2 separate regions of the Mustela erminea genome follow, and region 2 is linked to region 1. The links are chromatin contacts, called in public Hi-C maps. All regions are on one chromosome and are shown on one strand. The core of a region is the stretch at or near the end of the contact, and the rest is flanking DNA. Distances in the headings are between cores, read along the strand shown. Region 1 holds the start of L2HGDH (L-2-hydroxyglutarate dehydrogenase, mitochondrial). Region 2 holds the start of MAP4K5 (mitogen-activated protein kinase kinase kinase kinase 5).

Evidence for each region. A called contact is a pair of places that touch in the nucleus more often than the background predicts.
Region 2: a Hi-C map of spleen shows a contact between it and region 1, with 5 times the contacts expected there. The contact joins the promoter of MAP4K5 here to the promoter of L2HGDH in region 1. A contact is called at or near these places in 3 of 3 Hi-C or Micro-C datasets (fibroblasts, skeletal muscle and spleen).

What each region holds. Positions count from the first base shown.
Region 1 is chr5:99,203,460-99,208,697 of mMusErm1.Pri, forward strand. It overlaps L2HGDH (L-2-hydroxyglutarate dehydrogenase, mitochondrial), which reads right to left and starts at 1,772. Exons shown (of 10, transcript XM_032344187.1): 1 at 1,462-1,772. The coding sequence starts at 1,601. DMAC2L (ATP synthase subunit s, mitochondrial) reads left to right here and starts at 1,719. Exons shown (of 4, transcript XM_032344202.1): 1 at 1,719-1,844. The coding sequence starts at 1,756.
Region 2 is chr5:99,389,142-99,394,150 of mMusErm1.Pri, forward strand. It overlaps MAP4K5 (mitogen-activated protein kinase kinase kinase kinase 5), which reads right to left and starts at 2,861. Exons shown (of 33, transcript XM_032344182.1): 1 at 2,695-2,861; 2 at 1,372-1,588. The coding sequence starts at 1,479.

The DNA.
Region 1 (5,238 bases), core at 522-3,021:
TATGTGAGGAGATGAAATCTGAACAAGGTCTGTGGATTGTGCCAATCTCAATTTCCTAGTTTTGATACTATACTGTAGTTAGGTAAGATGCTATCATTGGGGGTAAATTGGCTGAAGGGTATACAAACACTGGTTTGGGGTTTGCTTCTTGTGGGTTTTTTTCTGCAACTTCCCATGGACCTATAATTATTTCAAAATAAAAAGTATAAACAAAACCTTCACTAACCCTACTTTTCCTCCCTTAAGAAAAGCAATCCCAAAATAATTGTCTACGCTCGCCCACCATGACTCACAAGTCCTATCCCACTCTAACCTCCCTCCAAACCACTAACACACAGCAGCCAGTCAACTTTTGAAACCTCAACATTTAATCACTCCCTCTTCTTAAAAATCCTTTAAGTCTCCCAATGCTCTTAGAATAAACTTCCATGTGGGTAAAATAAAATAAAAAACCCTGCTGTGATGTAGCCTCTCTCCAGGGTCATTCCACACCATCTCTGTTCCACGAAGAACAGTCCCACTCATCTTACCCACCTTCTAGTTCTGGAAAAAGCCAAGCGCTTTCCAGCTTTAAAGCCTTAGCATAAGCCACGCCCTCTCCAGAAAGCAGAGAAAGACGGTGGGTTTGGTTTTTTTTTTAATTAAATTGATTTATTTATTTTCAGAAAAACTGTATTATTTTTTCACCACACCTAGTGCTCCATGCAATCCGTGCCCTCTATAGTACCCACCACCTAGTTCCCCAACCTCCCACCGCCCCCACCCCCACCCCCGCCACTTCAAACCCCTCAGATTGTTTTTCAGAGTCCATAGTCTCTCATGATTCACCTCCCCTTCCAATTTACCCCAACTCCCTTCTCCTCTCTATCTCCCCATGTCCTCCATGCTATTTGTTATGCTCCACAAACAAGACTGTGGTTTTTAATGTGACCTCCAAACTTCAAATCACAGGACACTCACTTGTGCAAGCTTTGATTAGCAACTGAGCTGCTTCTCACAGGGGCAACTCTATGGGGTGTTTGCCAGGAACCGACTGATTTAGGAACTGGTCCCGGTCTTCCAAGCAACACCAGGGATGCCAGCAAATAAACAGTTTATTTGATTGCTTTGTGCGGTGGGTCCTTTAAGCCTCAAAACGACAACCTACGGGCAAGACTAGGATCCTACTCACAACTGAGCCTTTAAGGAGCTACAGTAACCCACCCAAGGACTGAATAGGAAGTGGAGGGAAGCTATTCAAAACCAGAACTGCTCTAGACCTCTCTACTCATCGCTGCCTTGCTCCGCATCCGGCACGCAACACAACGAATGAATCCTACAAGGGAACGCCTGGGATCCACAGGATCTTGACCTTCTCTCACGCCCGGGACAGGGAAGTAGAGCAGGGGCACAGGTCCAGGAAGAGGCACCTCGGAAAGAATTAGTAGCACAAGCGACGAGGGCAGGCCAGCGGCTACTCACCGGGTGCTGGCTCTACGGCCACCTTGGCACAGTGGCCAGGGTCTCCCCGGCGCCGGCCGGCACGCTGCAGCGAAGCCCCCGGGGAGACCCCTGCGGACCCCGCCGCAGGCACCGCTCAGGTAACGCAGCACCAGCACCATCGCCTGCGCCCCCTCCCCTACCCTCCTTCAGCCTCCAGCTCAGCCCACTGCAGCCCCACGCTCTGCAGCTCCCCGCGCAGTCTAGCCCCGCCCCCCACTCAGGGGCCAATGAGGCGCTCACCGACGCCCCACGTGAGGGCGGTGCCAGGGGCCAATGGACGCGCGCGGCGGAGGGCGAAGGGCAGGCACGCGGCGCCGTAGACGTGCGGCGCGCTGGCTCGCTCCCTCCCTTCCTCCGGCGCTGTGAGTAGAGGAGCTAGGCCTTGAGCGAGGCGGGCCTAGGGTGGTGGTTTCGCTCTGCCCTTTTCCTTCTCCCACGGCTGGGTCGACTGAAAAGCTGGCCTGTCGAGTCGTGCGTCCTCGGTGTTCACCGCTCAGCGTCCTCTGGACTTTGGGAGAAAGTCGGGGCGTGACAGGGGGTTGAAAACTCTCCTCTGGGCGGGTCCAGCGAGCCTCCCTGCCTCCCGCTCGGCCCGGCCCCCGCCCGCCGCCGGCCACCGGAGGTCTCCATCCTGACCCCCGCCAGACCAGCTGCCCGTGGAGGAGTGCTGGCTGTCCGGCCCTGGCCCTGGCTCCGGACGGAGGCTCTTGGTCACGGCAACGCCTGGCAGCCTGTAGTCTTCTGGCCTTGTTTTTGCGGGGCTCCCGGCGGTGACCTCTCTGCTATCATTTAGCAGCCTGTTTCCTTAAATACTGGGTCGAGATACGGTTTTAAACATGTTGCGCGGGGCTGGGTGCAGCGACTCACTTGTACCGGTGTCTTCACCCCTTTTCCTCATCTGTAAGGTGAGGGAGGTGGGCTGTGTCATCCCCAAGTGACCATCTGATCAAGTTTCAGTCACTGTTCCCGTGGCAGTTCCACACCTGTCCTCCGTGCTTGATGGCAGTTTTTAATTTTTAGGGTCAGAACAACTGAACAGAACAAAAGTAGAATGTTAAAAACTGTATTGCTGGAAGAATTTTGTTTGAATTTGATTCCAGGTATTAGTCTGATGGCTTGGGGAAGTCATTTCGCCTCTTTGCCTCAGATCCTCCTCTGTGGACCAGGAGTACAAGCCGTGTCCCTCTCAGGGGGCTCTTGTGTGCAGTACATGAGAAAAAGCTCGTGGGTCTTTAGCACAGGGAAGTACAGTTGAGCCCTGAAGAGCATGGGTTTGAACTATTCTGGTCCATTTACAGGCAGATCTTTTTCAATAAATCTGGTACAGTACTGTAAATGTATTTTCCTTGGGATTTTCTTAACATTTTATTTTCTCTAGTTTACCTTATTATTATTATTATTATTTTTTTAATTTGACAGAGATCACAAGTAGGCAGAGAGGCAGGCAGAAAGAGAGAGAGAGGAGGAAGCAGGCTCCCCACTGAGCAGAGAGCCCAATGCGGGGCTCCATCCCAAGACCCTGGGATCATGACAGGGCGGAAGGCAGAGGCTTTAACCCACTGAGCCACCCAGGCCCCCCTCTAGTTTACCTTATAATAATACAGTATATAGGGGCACCTGAGTGGCTTGGTTGAGTAAGCATCTGCCTTCAGCTCAGGTCATGATCCCAGGGACTTGGGATGAGCCCCACACTGGACTCCCTGCTCAGCAGAGAGCTCCATTCTCCCTTTCTCTCTCCATCTTCTTCGTCTGGCTGGTGCAAACTTCGCTCTGTTTCAAATGCATAAATCTTAAAAAAAAAAAAAAAATACAGTATATAATACATATAACATGCAAAATATGTGTTAGCTGTGTTGCTAGGCTTCTAATCAAACCGGAGTCTGTTAGTTAAATTTGAAAGGTCAGAACTTCTATGCAGATTTCAGCAGCTGGGGGCATGGTTGCTCAAGGGTCAACTGAATAAATTACTGCTTTTATTATGTTTAAATGATTTTACTTCTGGGACAGTTGACTATTTTATTTGTGAAAACAATGTAGAATGTTACTTGCTTTTCTCTTCGCAAATGGAAAGAAAATAAGAGATGGTTATTTGTTAAATTCAACTTTTGTTTTGAGATCATTGTAGAGTCCCATACAGCTGTAAGGAACAATAGAGATCCTGTATACCCTTTACCCATTCTCCCCCAATGCTAACATCTTGCAAAAATATAGTACAGTATCATAACCGGGAAACTGACCTTGACACATACCGGTGATATTATTCCTGCAGTTTTACAAGTGTGTATTTGGTTCTATGTATTTTTTGTTTTGTTTTGTTTTGTTTTTAAGATTTTATTTATTTTTTTATTTGGTGACAGAGCAAAAGCAGGGGGAGTGGCAGGCAGAGGTAGAGGGAGAAGCAAGCTCCCCGCTGAGCAGGGAGTCTGATGGCATCCCAGGACTCTGGGATCATGACCTGAGCAGAAGGCAGACACTTAACCGACTGAGCCACCCAGCTGCCCTGGTTCTATATTATTTTTACCACGTGTGTAGATTGTTGTGTTGCCACCACAGTCAAGCTACAACATGCTTCCATCACCACAAGGGATTCCTCCTGGTGCCCCCCCCTTTTTTTTTAGAGATTTTATTTATTTATCAGATAGAGATCACAAATAGGCAGAGAGGCAGGCAGAGCGAGAGGGGGAGGCAGACTCGCCGCTGAGCAGAGAGCCCATGCGGGGCTCGATCCCAGGACCCTGAGATCATGACCTGAGCCGAAGGCAGAGGCTTTAACCCACTAAGCCACCCAGGTGCCCCCTGGTGCCCTTTTATAACTATACTTCTCTTCTTCAGGACACCCCCTCCCAATCTGTTCTCCTTTTCTAAAATTTTGTCATTTCAAAAATGTTCCATAAACAAAACTATAAAGTATATAACTTTTTTGGAATTAACTTTTTTTTACTCAGTATAATCCCTTGAAATCCATCCAAATTGTTGTATGTATCAAAGGTTTATTCATTATTGCTGAGTAGTATTTCATGGTATGGATGTACCACAATAGGCTGAACATTCACCCATTGAAGAACAACTCAGTTCTAGTTCTCAGCTATTTGGAGTAAAGCCGCTATGAACATCAGTGTATTGCTTTTTGTATGAACCTGTTTTTGTTTCTGTGGGATAAATGCCCAGGAGTCCAGTTGCTGTGTCATACATATGATAAGCGCATGTTTAGTTTGGTGAAAAATTGCTAAACTGCTTTCCAAAGTGGCTGTACCTTTATACATTCCCAGCAGCAATGTTTGAGTGATCTGGTGTCTACTTACCATCAGTAATTGGTGGTGTCACTATCTTTTATTTCAGCCATGCTGATAGATATATAGTGGAGATGGTTATTTTTTAGTTTGCACAGCATATAGTTTGTAACTAGGTTAAATACAGAATTATACATTTCTATGGTCTGTGGTCAGACTTTCACGGGCCAGTTGAAACCAAAGTAGTGACTTGTTTACCATGTGATTTTGAGTACATAATTCTTAGTTTAACAAGGTGAAGGAACTCGCAATACACCTGCTCTTTGTATAGAATTTTTTCCTGTTTACCCTCTCCCCTAGGTTTGACTGTACATTGATTTGTTTCAATTAAGTAATTTCAAATCAAGAGCTCACCTTACATTCATTCATACACCCCCATAATGTCTTTGGTATGACACCACCCTTAGCTGAGAATTCATGTTCATCTTCTATGTATGTCAGAACCTGTAAGGTGTTACTTCAATGA
Region 2 (5,009 bases), core at 1,611-4,110, 190 kb after region 1:
AAAATGGCTAATCCATACCTAACAATGAAGAGTTAATTACCTCTAATTCTACATAAAGAGGATTCTGTCATTATTATCCACTTTGAATTCAAAGGCATTCATAGGGCAAGAACTGGGACTTTCCTTATAGTTCACCACCCCATACCTAGAACAGTGCCTACACAGAAGATTCAAATGCCCTTTTAACGAATAAAAAGTCTATCCATCACAGTCCACTTCAGTAAAATGACACAGTACTAGAGCTGTCATATACCACTCGGCATCATTATTATTAATGGAATAATAAAAGCAGAAAAGGAGGGAAAAAAAGGATGTTTTCTTTACATTTTACCATCTGTGCAATACAATAACATACCCCAGAGGAGTGGACAGTAAATTACCCATATGAAAGGAGGCCATTTCAGCTATATGCAGGAGTGTTGTTTGGAATAATGGAACATATATCATGATTAAACCCAATAAACAAACTGTTGCAAAAATCAAAGGAAATGTCCTTTAATATAGCCACATGAATTGTATTAACGCTTCTTTTAAAATAGAAAACAAAAACCATAAAACAATCTGAAACAATCTTCTTTCTTTTTAATCCTTCAAGAACTCAATGGATTTACAGAATTCAGTTTGCTTCTCCATAATTTTTCTTTAATCCCAAATTAAAAGTACCTTCCCTTCCCCATTTATCTCAAATAATGCAAAAGAGCACAATTAAGAAGACAACAGCTCCTACCCCTTCTTGGTCATGGAATGTTCTAAATCCCTGAGAGTGGAACTGCTAAAGTAGGGCGGGGGGGGGGGGGGGGAATCAACCAAATACAAACGATGAAACATCTGCCAGGAAAAGCTGAATTCTCCACAGAATAATGTCCGTGCACACATCATTTTAATTGGTATTACACTGCTTACAATTAATGACAGACCTGGTTTCATAATGACTTTTAAATCAAGCTCATCCACTTAAGAATTTTTTCTTTAAATGCAAATGCCTAATGTCAATATTCTTCTCATCTACTGTCTTCCATGAAGCATTTTTCCATGCTAAGACTAGCACATCCTCATGTGCAACTCTAAAAGCAGATTCGAACTTCCCTCAATGCCACAAAAAAGACATAAAAAGCCTTTATACCACACACACTCAGTACCGCCGTGGTTTGCAAAGGTGTGGTTAGTTTTGCGTGTTGGTGGCGATCAGAGCAAGCAATGAACACAGGGTGCTCTGAGCTCAGTAAAAAAGGAACCCAGGCCGCTACATCCCCAAGATGCAACAATAAAGGCATCTTCCCCACGTCTCATACTCCGCCAGAAAGTGGCCCTATTCCCGAGAGCCAGCCGACCTCAGGAAAGGAGCCCGGCCCCGGGCCCGGCCTGCCTCACCTTGTAGACGTCCCCGTAGGTGCCGCTGCCGACCCTCTGGACGAGCTCGTAGTCCTGCTGCGGGTTCCGCCTCAGGATGTCCGCGGCAGGCCGCAGCGGGGCCTCCATCTTCGCTCAGGGCCCGGCCCCCGCCGGCTCAGCCCGCGGCGCCCCGATTCCCGCTAACGAGGACGAGCGGCGCCGCTTCCCAACATGGAGCCTCTGCCCGCAGCTCCGCCTGCACGAGGGACAAGCAACCACTACAACCCCGAGCGGCCCAGCCCCTTCCCTTCCGCCCCGCCGGGGGCCGCGGACAAGCGGGCCTAGGAGGGTCCCCCGCGCCCCGCAGTCGCGGCCCGGTCGCGGCCCTTCCCCCTCCTGGCCGCCCGCGAACAGCCCGGCCGGTCTCCCCGCCCGCCGGGAGCCGGGGGCCCGCTCGGTATCCGAGGGGGGCGGCCCCGCTCTTTGTTGAGCGCCGAGTCTGGGACCTACTTCCTCGCCGGCGCCCGCGTCCCGCTTTCCCGGCGCCCGCCGGCCACTCCAGGTCTCCGGGCCGCCGCCTCCCGCCGCACCGCACGTCCTCTCGCAGGCGGCGGAGGCGCGTACCGTCGCCGCCGCCGCCGCCGCCGCCGCCGCCGCACCACGTCCCCCACCCGGGGCTGCGTCACCGGGTGAAACGTTCCCGGCCAGCGTGGGTCGGCGCCCAGCGGCCCGCCCGAGCGCGCCGGCCGCGGGACCAGAGTGCCGCCCTGAGGCCTGGTCGGGACACGACACCCTCCCGGCCGCCAGGCCGCCGGGCCCCCCCGGCCGGGCGCGTCCTTTCGGGGCCCGGGCTGTGCTACCCGCGGAGATTACGGACGCCCGCGGGCATTCTTGAACCGACGGGCCTCCGCTAAACCGCCCCCAGCTGCGTCAGGTAAATCTGGAGGGTGACGGGTACAGGGACAAGGGTGGGCACGAGGGCAGCCTTTCCAGTTCAACACGGAAAAGGTACGCTGAGGGCACTGGGCCAGAAGTAACCTGGCCGTGGGGCGCCAGGGAAGGAGGTGGGGGAGTGCCGGGTGAACTAAGCCGCGGCACACCCTACTGCACCTTCCTGTTTTGCAAATCATTGCCAGTGGTACCAGTTTGAGGCTTCCCTGCACACCTGCACAACCTGTCTTCTGCCGAGTTTTTTCCACGACATTTCTGCAAGCCTGAATTCCCAGAAAGTCTCAGTGGCCTTTATCCCTGTTGGGCACCGCGCGGTGCCTCACCGCGGGGATTGCTCCTTGAATGAGACCGGGTGTTCTGCAGAAGCGAAAACAAAAGCAGAGACCGCAAAGGGATTCTGAATCTACTTACCTTCTCAGTATGTGATCTGGGACAAGACATCATATTTGGTGGTATCTCAGTATCGTTATCTGCAGCTTGAAGAGGATAAGGTTTTGCATCTGACATCCAAGAGAGTGTTTATAAGGCATTTTACAGGATTATAAAAAAGGTTGTCAAATGGAAGAGGTTATGCTTCACAGTGCCCAGAATATGGAACAGGAGTTCGAGGAAGTAATTTGGCTGGTGTTTCACAAGCTCTTTTGCAGTTTCGGGTCCAGCCCTGTTCTGAAAGTAGAAAGAAAGTTGCCAGATTTATGTATACTGGCAAAGGTATTTTTAGAGTTCAGTAGAGGCTTTGAACAGAAAAGCCAGAGAAACACTCAGCCAATGCATTTAGTAACTGAAAAATCACAGAAGAGCAGGTTGCAGATGGTGGGCTTGTGGTTTAGAACATCCAATTCAATTCTGTTCTTGGGCAATACACTCCTTGTTGGTGACCATTGTAATTAACTGTATAATGTAGAAATTAAATTTATACCTTAACAGGACAAGGAATATATGTATTTTCTTGTGCTTTGCGCACAAAGGGCACTTATTTAGGGAACATAAGTAAGCTCAGACTTACATGCTCTATGGACAAAGCCTATGTGTTTGCTGCATTGAAAAAATTGTTGAAGAACAGTTCCTTCTTTCAAAGCTTCTTGGCACTTGTTTTGGTGGGCACATACTTTTGGCTTCAATGACTCAAAATCTTTTCAAATGTTCTATTGGTATCCTAGTACTTGTTTACTGTCGTAGATTCTTTCTTTCTTCCTTTGACCCTATAAGCATTGATCCTTTCTCTAGTCTGAAATTTATTCTTACTTATTTATACTTGAGTTATTCCAGAGAATTTGAGGCAGCATACAGAAAATACATACTATACTACAAGGTAAAAGTAAATAAATGAAGAAATAGGTAGCTGCTAAATAGGTATGCTACTAAAGAGAGGGAAAATAGGATACCAGAACAATGCAAAAAAATTGGTCAAAGCAGAGGGTTTTATAGTGGTTTTGAGATCACAATGAAGCAATTGATCAAGCGAGCCACATCTTGTTCTGATACGAAGACTTTAGAAAAGTGTTTACCTCATGAGCCTGCATAAATTGGAAACTCTGAATTCCCGGTTTGAAACAAGGATAAATATCTGATAATCCTTCAAGGATGCTATTCTTGAAACACAGTGTTTGATATGAATCGGGCAATAAAAAGTCTGAGGTCATAGGCTTCAACAGCGGAGTGCAGCTGTTTTTATGTTGCCAGCAATGGCAGATCCATATGCTTTGACCATCAACCCGGACGTGGACAGCATGGAAAAAATTGAAATTCTACGTGGTACTTAAAAAAATGTGTCTGTTATAATCATTACTTGTACCACAATTGATGCAAACAGGAAAACATTTGCTTTATTCCAACTCCAAAAGAATCTTAAGGATTTAAAAATACTGGTTGAGTTCATTTAAACAAGATCAGTGAATTCATAGCTAGTGAGTTAAATATTACATGGTTGGCAGAGAAATTCAAGTTCAGTTTCCATAAAATAAACATATGGTACATAAATTTAATTTTACAGCCTAAACAATCAAGCACATAGTTTCAATAATAAAAAGAAATAATGTGGGGCACCTGGATGGCTCAGTCGGTTAAGCGTCTGCCTTTGGCTCAGGCCAGCATCTCAGGGTCCTGGAATGGAGTCCCAAGGGGGCTTTTTGCTCAGTGGGGAGTCTGCTTCTCCCTCTCCCTTTGTTCTTGCTCTCACTCTCTCTCTCCCAAATAAATAAATAAAAGCTTTTTAAAAATCTTTGAAAAATAATGTAATATAAAGAAAATAATAATTAAAAAATTGTAGCTCACAGGAGAGTTTCTTACAAACTACACAATATTATAACAAGGTATGGAATAAGAATAAATATAGCCTGATAGGCCCTTCATCCCAGCTTCAATATCATGTATTTTTTCTGTCTTTATGATACCTGACGTGTAAATATCTTCCAGATTTTATTCTTATCTATATAATGGCCTATAATGGTTCTTCGGTAAAATGCTAATTATAATCTGTGGTTTCTGGCTTCAACTTTATCCAGTACTGAAATAAACAAAAGCAAAAACGGGGACATAAAATTTTTTAACTTCTACCTGGTAAGGTTCACAAGTTACTAGCTAAGATAGAAAGACTAATTAAAACTCTTAAGTGTGACAGAACAGAGCATGAGGACAATAATTTTTGTGTATGAAACATATAGGCTTAACCTATATAATCTCCTGATGAACCTCCCAGCATCACCTAGTTGCAAAATGTTACTCTG